Linked DNA regions of Mus musculus: region 1 is linked to region 2. Evidence: chromatin contacts called from public HiChIP or PLAC-seq data. All regions are on one chromosome and are shown on one strand. Each heading gives the region's core, a stretch centred on a gene start, on an enhancer-like site or on the middle of the called end of the contact. The rest is flanking DNA. Distances are from core to core; before and after follow the strand shown.

What was found. HiChIP or PLAC-seq counts read pairs in DNA pulled down with a chosen protein or histone mark.
Region 1: a contact with region 2 is called in an H3K27ac HiChIP or PLAC-seq map of the NIH/3T3 cell line, with 6 times the contacts expected there. The contact joins the promoter of Diaph3 here to the enhancer-like site in region 2. A contact is called at or near these places in 6 of 39 promoter capture datasets (the 3T3-L1 cell line, embryonic stem cells, frontonasal cranial neural crest and 1 more), 1 of 484 Hi-C or Micro-C datasets (cortical neurons) and 1 of 115 datasets of contacts at active chromatin or transcription factors (the NIH/3T3 cell line).

Annotation. Positions count from the first base shown.
Region 1 is chr14:87,139,599-87,144,308 of GRCm38.p6, reverse strand. Diaph3 (diaphanous related formin 3) reads left to right here and starts at 3,085. Exons shown (of 28, transcript NM_019670.2): 1 at 3,085-3,311. The coding sequence starts at 3,195.
Region 2 is chr14:86,251,536-86,256,262 of GRCm38.p6, reverse strand. All of the region lies in intron 1 of 4930529K09Rik (RIKEN cDNA 4930529K09 gene), which reads right to left. Among named protein-coding and RNA genes, the nearest start is that of 4930529K09Rik, 7.9 kb to the right of the region's middle. Within about 2 kb of position 1,807, at least 31 of the 459 cell types and tissues checked have an H3K27ac peak or open chromatin away from gene starts, as enhancers often do. A contact at or near this core is called in the NIH/3T3 cell line, where this site is marked.

The sequences.
Region 1 (4,710 bases), core at 1,836-4,335, 890 kb before region 2:
TTTTTAGGAACTGATCTGACACTCACAGCCAGGTCATGTTGCTGTTGTCCTGCTACACAATATCTTATTGTCTAGAGAACACCGGTGTCAGACAAGGGCACTCTGTGACCATGATGAAATAAGGCAAAACAACACTGCTTAACTTTGTCTAAGCATAGAAAAAAAATTAGTATGTAATATCAAAATGCCCATAAGACGTAAATTCATGGGGAGCTATTAAGGACTAAGTAATCGTCATTATGGGTTCAGCTCTGATTACAGGCTCCAGCAGACCAAACCAGAGCAGAGTTACTCCCTCTTATTGCTGCATGTTCCCACTGAACTCTAAAGGGGGCTCGTTTCCCCCTGTAGTAATTCACTTTCTTCTTGTTGCCATAAAATATTTGACAAAATCAACTGACGGATGGAAGGGTTTATTTTACCTCCAAGGTAGAGCGTAAGTCAAGGTGGGGAAGACAGAGCTGCAGAAACAGGGTGGCTGCTCACTGAGCCTCTGTGGGTGGGAAGCTCAGGGAGATGGAGAGTGTCTGTTCCTTTTCTCACTCCCACACACGCTCCCCCCCCCCCCAGGCCCATGGAACCACCTAGCCATGGAGGTTTTTCTACCTCAATCAACCCTTCCTCTTTGACCTGACCGAGAAGAGACCCAGTCTGCTCTTCAGGCTTCACTTTTGCTTTCTTTAGCCCTTTCCTGCTGATGAAACCACAGTTGTTGCTCAGCGCAGTGGAACAGTCCTTGTCATTGATAGGATGAAGGGTATTTTTCTACAATTGAAAATATAGGGGCCGGAGCGAGTGGGGCCGGAGCAAGAGGAAGAAGGGAAGGGGGTGGAGGAATAAGAAAAAAAGAAAAAGAAAAAAAGAAAAGAAAGAAAAAGAAAATATAATGCAATTACTGTTTTCTTTTTTTCTTTTTTTGGTTTTCAAGACAGGGTTTCTCTGTATAGCCCTGGAACTCACTCTGTAGACCAGGCTGGCCTCGAACTCAGAAATCTGCCTGCCTCTGCCTCCCAAGTGCTGGGATTAAAGGCGTGCCACGCCACCATGTCTGGCTGCAATTACTTTTTAAAAGCAAATTTGTTTGGATTTTGTCTTTCGACATTGTCCATTCCTCATTCTGAGAATCTGCCATGCTGTTAGTTATAGCTTCACGCTATCATGCTCCTAGGAAACATCAAGATATCCTGGGCATTAAACTGCTCCCACTTCAAGACAGCACCCAGTCCTGGCCATTCCTCCTAATAGTATTCTGTGAGGTTTTCCTCAAATCACCCCGGCAAAATGCAGATCTTTCAAGTGATTTGTAGCATCATCTTCTAAGAGCCTCGTGGTTCATCACAGCGATGTTCACATGTTTTGTAATAAATCTAAATTGTCCCAACTATAGGTCTGTCTGTCTCTTGGTTGTCTTTGGCTGCATTGCACCGATAGGTCTGTGTGCTTTCTGTATGTTGTCTCACGTAAGCTGAAGCATTCCTATTTGAAGTGTTTGTTGATGGAGAAGCAAAGGAAGTCACACATCACCTCCAACACCACGCAGCTACCAAATGGTAAGAATGGAAGCTTCATCTTCCTTGTCCATCGTGACAGAGCCAGGTACTTCTTCCGGTGACCTTGGTAATCTCTTGGAATCTGCCTTTAGTATATGCTCACTGAAGATGAAAATCTGTGTGACAATAATAAAAACTCACATTATAACAAGAAAAGGAGCAAACAGTACCTGCAAGACCAGAACTAAACCTAAACCTCTAAAAGCTGTAGATGAAACCTTAGGTTCATTTTCTGAATCCCTGTGCTAGTCTCTGTGGAATACCTAGAACTATTTCTTGTACCAAAATCAATAGTTTATGTTTACTTGTCTTGGCTTGAATCACCTCCATAGTCAGAAGGTCAATATCTTTAAGGATGCACTTGGGAGATTCCTGGATTTCTTTATTTGTTCCTTTTCCTTGTGTAGCCACACTGAGTTGATCTCCAGAATTTTCTCTTCATTACTAATGTCTTTATTTGGCATATTGGGGATAGGTGCTTGCTTGCCTTGAACCCAGGTTCTGACCCTTTCCTCTACTTTATATTTAGGATTGCCACCTGAACTTAAAAACCTGTAGAATGGCTGTTATAATTTTACATTTTGTTTTGTGTCAATACCTGTGAAACACATTAAACTGTGAATTGTTTGGACCCTATTCCTTTTAATTTTTGGTTGACCCTGAGTACGCATTTAGGCTTTGAGGCATGCTGTAAGTGCTGAACAATGTGAACTGGAGTTCCAGAAAAAGCCGCACCTGTAGTAAAAATTCTACGCGCTTAATTGACAGGTTAGAATTCCAATGATTGTAGAGACATGGAATGCTGCCAATCCAGAGCCAAGTAATCTTGGCTCACGTAATTGCCATTCATCGCTGCGTTAGATCTAACATACCTACGACTATCACGTGACGCCTTTTGCTCTTCCTTAAAAGTCCACTAACTTCCACCAACCTCAAACAAGACTGTGCATCTCGTAGCACCTGTAGGTCTGTCCTAATGTCTTTGAAATGACTTTCTTCCGTGCTTCAACCGATGTTCACACCACCTGGCTGCGGTCACTCATTTCTGGTTCTAGAATGAACTCTATTCTCTCTGAGACGACAGCAGTATTTTTATATAAACGGTAATCAAAAAATGGTAAACATCTCTTCTAAGAGGCATGGGCGCTGGCAAGTAGTAGAAGTATTTTTCCTAGACCCTGAGATCTCCAGAGACTACTCAAAGGGCTTATCAGTTGCTTTCGTATTCAGTGCTGCTGAAACAGTACTGAGAGAGGTTCCCTGCGGCTCAGATTTTTCAAGAACCTACTCTGAAAGTCCAAGGGAAGCCTTGTTAGAGACTCTCTTTAGCTCAACCTTCCTTCCAAACCCGTTCCTTACTATGTACCATCTGGCAAGCAGCCTGCATAGCCAGAGGGCGAGAAGCGCGATGGACAGGCCGAAGGGCCAATCAGGCCCAGGCTTTGGCATCCCCGGAAAAGGCGGGGCCCTTGCGTCACAGGTTCCGCGGCGCGGGATTGGCTGACCGGGCTGCTTGTGGTGGCGGGAGATTTCAGATAGATTGGCCCAGCCGTGTGCAGCGGTTAATGCGCAGTGGGCGTGGGACCGGGAAGTTGAGCCCGCGGAGCAAAGCCCCAGATCAGGTCGCGACCTAGACCCGGGAAGATGGAGAGGCACCGGGCGCGCGCTCTCGGCCGGGACAGCAAGTCGTCGCGGAGGAAGGGCTTGCAGTCCGCGCCGCCCGCTGGCCCCTACGAGCCCGGGGAGAAGCGACCCAAGTTGGTAAGTGTGGGCCAGAGCCACAACGTGCGGCGACTCCCGCGGCCTACAACTCCCTGTCCCCCAGGTGACATCCCCGGGAGCTGGGAGCTAGGTTTGTTTCAGAAGGCCTGAGCTGTTAATCCGCTTAGATCCCCAGTGACAAGGCGGGATTCGATTCCTTTCTGGGACGAATGCCCTGATGTCTGTGAAGCCTGGCAGTTCTTTGGGCGTATCTGAAAAACAGTTCAAATGGCTGTGTACTGACGTCATCAAGGCGGATTCTGCATTTTAAAAGAAAGTTAAAATTTACCCCATCCCTTTAGTAGAACAGTCAGTCAGACAGAAAGTGAACTTCTAGCTGATAGCCCTCCCTCCCCCGTCTAATATTTTAATTCAACAAGAACCTTTTAAGGTGGACGTATTTTTACAAGTTGAGGCAACTCGTTTTCAAACTTGGCGGGTTGTGTAGTCACTGCTAAAGAATGTCATGTTTAGCTTGGAAGGAGTCTTCAAGTATCTGAAACTCGTTAATCGGGTTGGCTTTGCGTTCTTAAAGCTTAAGGAAGAGCTATGATTAGCACCTGGTAAGCTTTTAGTTAGTGTCAGCTGGAAGGAAACTAGGTAATGAGGATGATTTCATTCAGATTGTCTGATTGTGTGGGTTGGTAGGTTTTGGTATTAGTCCAAGAGAATTGCAGAGTTAACACTGACTGTTAGTTTTCCTTAGAAGTATGGGGAAATTATTTTTATGTATTGATAGGAACAGGCTTTGCCCTTTCTTGTCAAATACAATTTCAGGAATTTATACCATGATTATATCCAAAATAATAGATTGTGGATCAATCGCTAAGTGTAATATTTACTTGTAATTGAATAAAGCTGAGAGCAGAGACATGTTGAGATAAGTGGGGGTTGATTATGCAGAATTGAGCATCAAAATAACACGAGGATAGGAGAGAGTTAACCTGGTCATGATAGATTCTGTCCACTCTGAGAGGGATCCATGAGATGCTGCCTCCTCCTCCTCCTCCTCTTCCTCCTCTTCTTCTTCTTTAAAGATTTATTTATTATTTTTATGTAAGTACACCGTAGCTGTCTTCAGACACACCGGGAGGGGGTGTCAGATGTCATTATGGATGGTTGTGAGCCACCAAGTGACTGGGATTTGAACTCAGGACCTTCGGAAGAGTAGTCCGTGCTCTTAACCGCTGTACCATCTCACCAGCCCCCATCTCCTCCTCCTCCTCCTCCTCCTCCTCCTCTTTCTTCTCCTCCTCTTTCTTCTCCTCCTCTTCCTCCTCCTCCTCCTCTTCCTCCTCCTCCTCCTCTTCCTCTTCTTCTTTTTCTTTCTTTCTTTTTTTTTTTTTTTTTTTTTTTTTGGCTTTTTGAGACAGGGTTTCTCTGTATAGCCCTGCCTGTT
Region 2 (4,727 bases), core at 558-3,057:
TCAGGGATTGCTTTCAGCAAGCCCCTTCCTCAGCAATTGGTCCACTGCCAGTTCTTGATGCTGCCAAGCTCTCTGGGCCAAAACCTAACACCAGTCTGTCTTTTAAGTATGGGGGTGTCAATTTTCCCTGTAACCTCAATCTGATGCATTGTTCCTCCAGACAGGAGGCTCTCTGTTGCTGCTGATTGTCTCAGTCTTGCTGTCCTGCCCCCTCAGTCTAGCACTGGGCTTACAGGTAAGTGCTACTGCATCTGGCTAAGAGCTTTTGATTTTCAGTTTGCTGGGCTTTCCCCTCTCATCTTGATGGGAGTGATGACTTCCAAGCTTGTCACATGTTCGATTAGAAACTGAAAATGGCTCTGGAAATAACCTAAATCCCCAAATTTCTCTCCCTCCTCTAAAACATTGTGCCTAATTACTTTTTGAGAATTGGTTTTCCATTTCTCTTAGGGTAGTCAGGTATGACCCGTCATCATGTGTGAAAACCCTCTTAATAGATAGATGGCCTCTGTCTTGTGTGTTCAGTCTGAGCGGAGACCAATTACGAGGTTCATTTTAGCTCCTTTTTACTGGAAGAGGAAAGGCAGTGGGAGAGAGGGAGAAGAGGAAAGGGACGAACACAGACTTAATTTCTAAGAGAAATTTATGTCAGTAGGGTTTTGAAAATGAAGACTACTCTAGAAATCTGAATAATCTTAACCCCTGGTAACTATTTTAAATACATATTTTTTTATTTAAAACAAAAGCATCATACTATGATTTATTTTGTGTTATTTATGAGGATTTTTTTCTTTAAGTTAGTTTATTTTCAGATAGTTATTTTAGGCACTTTGTCTGAATCTTGGGTTTTTTATAGGAATGATTGTTATGTTAGAAGGTAGGCCCTAGAGACAGTGTTTCTTTTACAATCCAGTTTCAAAATAGGCATGTTGCCAGGTGTGGTTGTAGACACCTGTAATCTCAGCATTTATGAGGTAGAAGCAAAAGAATTACTAGGTTCAAGGCCTGTCTGGACTATATCTTTCCAGGGTAGCAAGGATTCCAGAGTAAGACCCTGTTAAAGTCAAGCAAAAAGTACCAAAGACAATGAATTTATTTTGTAAAGTCAGTCTTGGATGCATTAGTTGTAACATTGATAATTTTAAATGATGTAACTAATGCATGCTGTTAATTAAAGGCTGGGTTGGAGGGTAGTCTAGAGTAAGGGCTACATTGTTTCCCCTGCATTTGTCTTAGTCTTTATATGAATTAGCACTTCTTACTTGTCTTTATTTTCATGAATTTACCAGAATTTATCTGTCTGTTCAGTAAAAACATGAGTGAAGTGAATTCAATACTAACTCAAAAGTGTAAAGGACAAAGCACTTGGCTTTGAACTTAGATGAGCACTGCTTTGTAGTGTTTTTTTTTTCCAAAGAGAATAAACACAGCCCAGTGAAAAGCAATGTTTTGACTTTTCCTTTTTTTTTCTTTTTATTTATTAAGCCACAAAGTAGCCTTGAAAGATTAGTTTTCACAGGATCCTAGAAATATTTTCCTATTTGTTTATTACTTTGGAAAAATAAAATGTGTATAAAGAAAGATAATTAGGCATGGCAGGTTACTGATAGTTTGCTAACAGAAGTTAACCTTTTCATAGGGACTCTATGTGAACAATCAGCTGCCTGCTTCAAGCTGAGCTTGGCTCTGAGGGACTGTCTTAGAGAATGTAGAGTTTGGGGGGTTCTGACACTGGAGAGCAAGGTCATCTCTGCTCTATTCTTGGCAGTGTGAAGCTTTCCATGAACAATCCGATGTTTTTGCTTGGGTTGGGATCTGTCTATTGATGTGTTCATCTCTGAGTCATCTCTAGAGGATGTGAGTACTTTGGGCAAGAATGCTGTTTTCCCTTCTCATTTAATGGTTGAAGAAACTAATGTACAGTGAAATGATGTGGACACAGGCAGGGCAGGAAAATTGAGATTAGTGCACACAGTCCTTGTGTTTGCAGCCTGTTGTTTCACCATTAGGCACTCCACCTTGCTTGTAGCATTCTTGAGCTCAGAAGGAATATCTTCTTCCTGAAAACCTCTGAGGCTCTTTATCTATATCTCTTTCACTACATACCAACATCTAGATTATATATCAGGTATGAATGCATGTTTTATCTTCAGTCCCACTCTGTGAGGATCTTGAAGACTGAGGAAACCTGTTTGTTCTTCAGTGTGCATGAAAATTGTCAACTCTAGCTATTACAGCTAATAAAAAAATTATCTCCCATACACTGTTGCTTAATTTAGACAATTATTTATCATACATCCTGTGAATGGGAATTCACTAACATTATTTTTATGAAAGGGAAAAGTAGATACAGGCTTTAGTGAAAGTCGGTGAAGGGACATTAGTGTATAGACCAAATGCATCTTTGCCTCCTGTGTCTGTGGAATGAAATTTCTAGGACCAGAGAAAGGAGTCCTTTGAAGGGGAAGCCAAAACAACCTCTTGCAGCATTTAAAAATGAGGGAATGAGTCTCAGAGATCATGGTGGCTTTGTTTCAATTTTGAACATGTATTGAGGAGTTTTCTATTCAGCTAGCCCTCAAAAGGCACATCTGTAGCAAACTTTTAGCAGCATAAGCCTCAAATAACCTAACTCTCATGTTCTGCCTATTCCAACTCAATTCATACTTATCAGTGGAAAAACTGATAGCCCTACTGTGGTCATCATCAGCTTCCCTTCCATCCAGCATGTCAGCATCAGACCCCTCCCCTTCCTCACAATTCGGTTTGAGGGATTTGAAGTTGAAACTGTATTTTATCTCTGTACCTTCCTCATATTGGTAATAGAAGAGGTTGGCTGGAAGACAGATTGTGAATGAGAAACTGTGTTGCTCCTGAACTGTAAACCTGGCTTTATACTCTTAAAAGTCAAGTCTGAAAAATGACTTCTGCTGTCCTGGTTTGGGGTAACTGCAATTCTTGACCATTTTCATCTTACCTTTGACATAACATCAGTTGTGGAAGCAGAGAAAAGTAGTGGAAACTCCCTCTACACTATCTGCCCTTACGTGTCAAACCCAGTGAGTAGTTGTAGATTAAAGTTACAATGCCCTTGCTTCTTTCAATTCTCCTTTTTCCATTTTAAAAATAATGATCCTAGGTTACATTTATTTTGGTGATTATCACATCCTATGGGCTCAATATATTTGACTCTAGCAGGTAACCAAGTGAATTAGATATCATAACACAGATGGTAAATATCTCGCTGGTGTCACCGAAGCTTAGTAAGTAGAGTAAGTTTGAAATATGGTAATGGGAGACTAGCTCCAATTCAGTAGGAACAGATTTTGTTTAGTGAAAAAAGTCACAATAATCTTCTATGTCAATATCATTTATGTCTGTTCAGAGATCCAAAATCCTAAGCGGAGAATTTCCTGGAGATCAGTGGAGTGTGAAGGAAAGGGGAAAGAGCGGATGTAATAATGCTGTGAAGATGTACTAAAAATCACCTGGCTCTGCAGAAGGCATAAATGATTTATTTGTAATTTAGGCCATACAAGTGAACGGCTAGAATATATATTAAAAAGATGAATTTTAAAAACTGAGGGAAAATTGGGGACTATCTAAATGGAGCTTTTATTCACCCAACAGGCAATGTCTGACAAGTGTTTTTACCTGCTGCCTTAAAATATATTTCGCAGAGTTATTCAAATATGAGAGCAATAACACTTATGTCGTAGTTATATTTGAATAACAAATATTCATCTTATAACGTGGAAATTGGGATTGGGAAGGATGGAGCCATATCTTTTCAGTGTGTGCAATACCAAGGGGAGGTGCAGGTTGGTGTGGTCATCATGTTATGTTGATTTTGGACAAATGGATTTGGGAATATTGAGAATGACTTTCTGGTAAGGTCAGATGCCTCAAGAGATGTCAAGCTGTTCATCATGGCCATCACTGATTGAACATGGTACTCATGGCTCTGAAGATCAGGGCGAGAATGAGAATGAGTGGCCAGAAACTGGTGGAAAACATATTTGAGCTTAAAGTCAGAAACAACTTTCTAACTTCCAAAACTGTCCAATGATAAAAACAGGCTGGTGTGGGAAGTAGACAGTTATTCCTCACTGGATATAGCCAAGCAAAAACTAGACAGATTCTTACCTAAATACTCCAGATAAGAGCTGAGTATCAGATGAGTAACTAGACTAGATGACTAATAATTCTTTTCAATACTAGAAAGTGCCAATTATTGACAAAAACACTTATGACAATATGGGCTCCTTTCCTTAACACTGCAGTGGTTACCAGTACTCTCTTAATAAGTTTTTCTGTAAATTGTCCTTCAGATTCTCTACTGCCATGCTAGTCATTAGAAAAATTGCCAATGAAAGCTTATCTTTGCTCCTCTTCTCCAAAAGGTATATATTTAGTATACCCTGACTCAACACTTCCCCATTTAGTGGGACACACCACTAGCAGAACACTGATAAGACCCCATCTGACTGTCACCATTTTAGCAAAGAGGAGATTTGATTTCCTGCTACACAGTTCAACTCTAGAGGTCCTCAAATTAATTAAAAACCTAGTTTCCTAATATCTTTCCATTCCAATATTGTCAAAAATCATAAGATGATTCTTAAAAGTCTGGACAACCTCTCTTCATTTACCGCAAGAATAAGAAAAATGAGAGGCAGTGAAATTTCTATGGTGTCTTCATTTATCCCAGTGAGCACATCTATTCG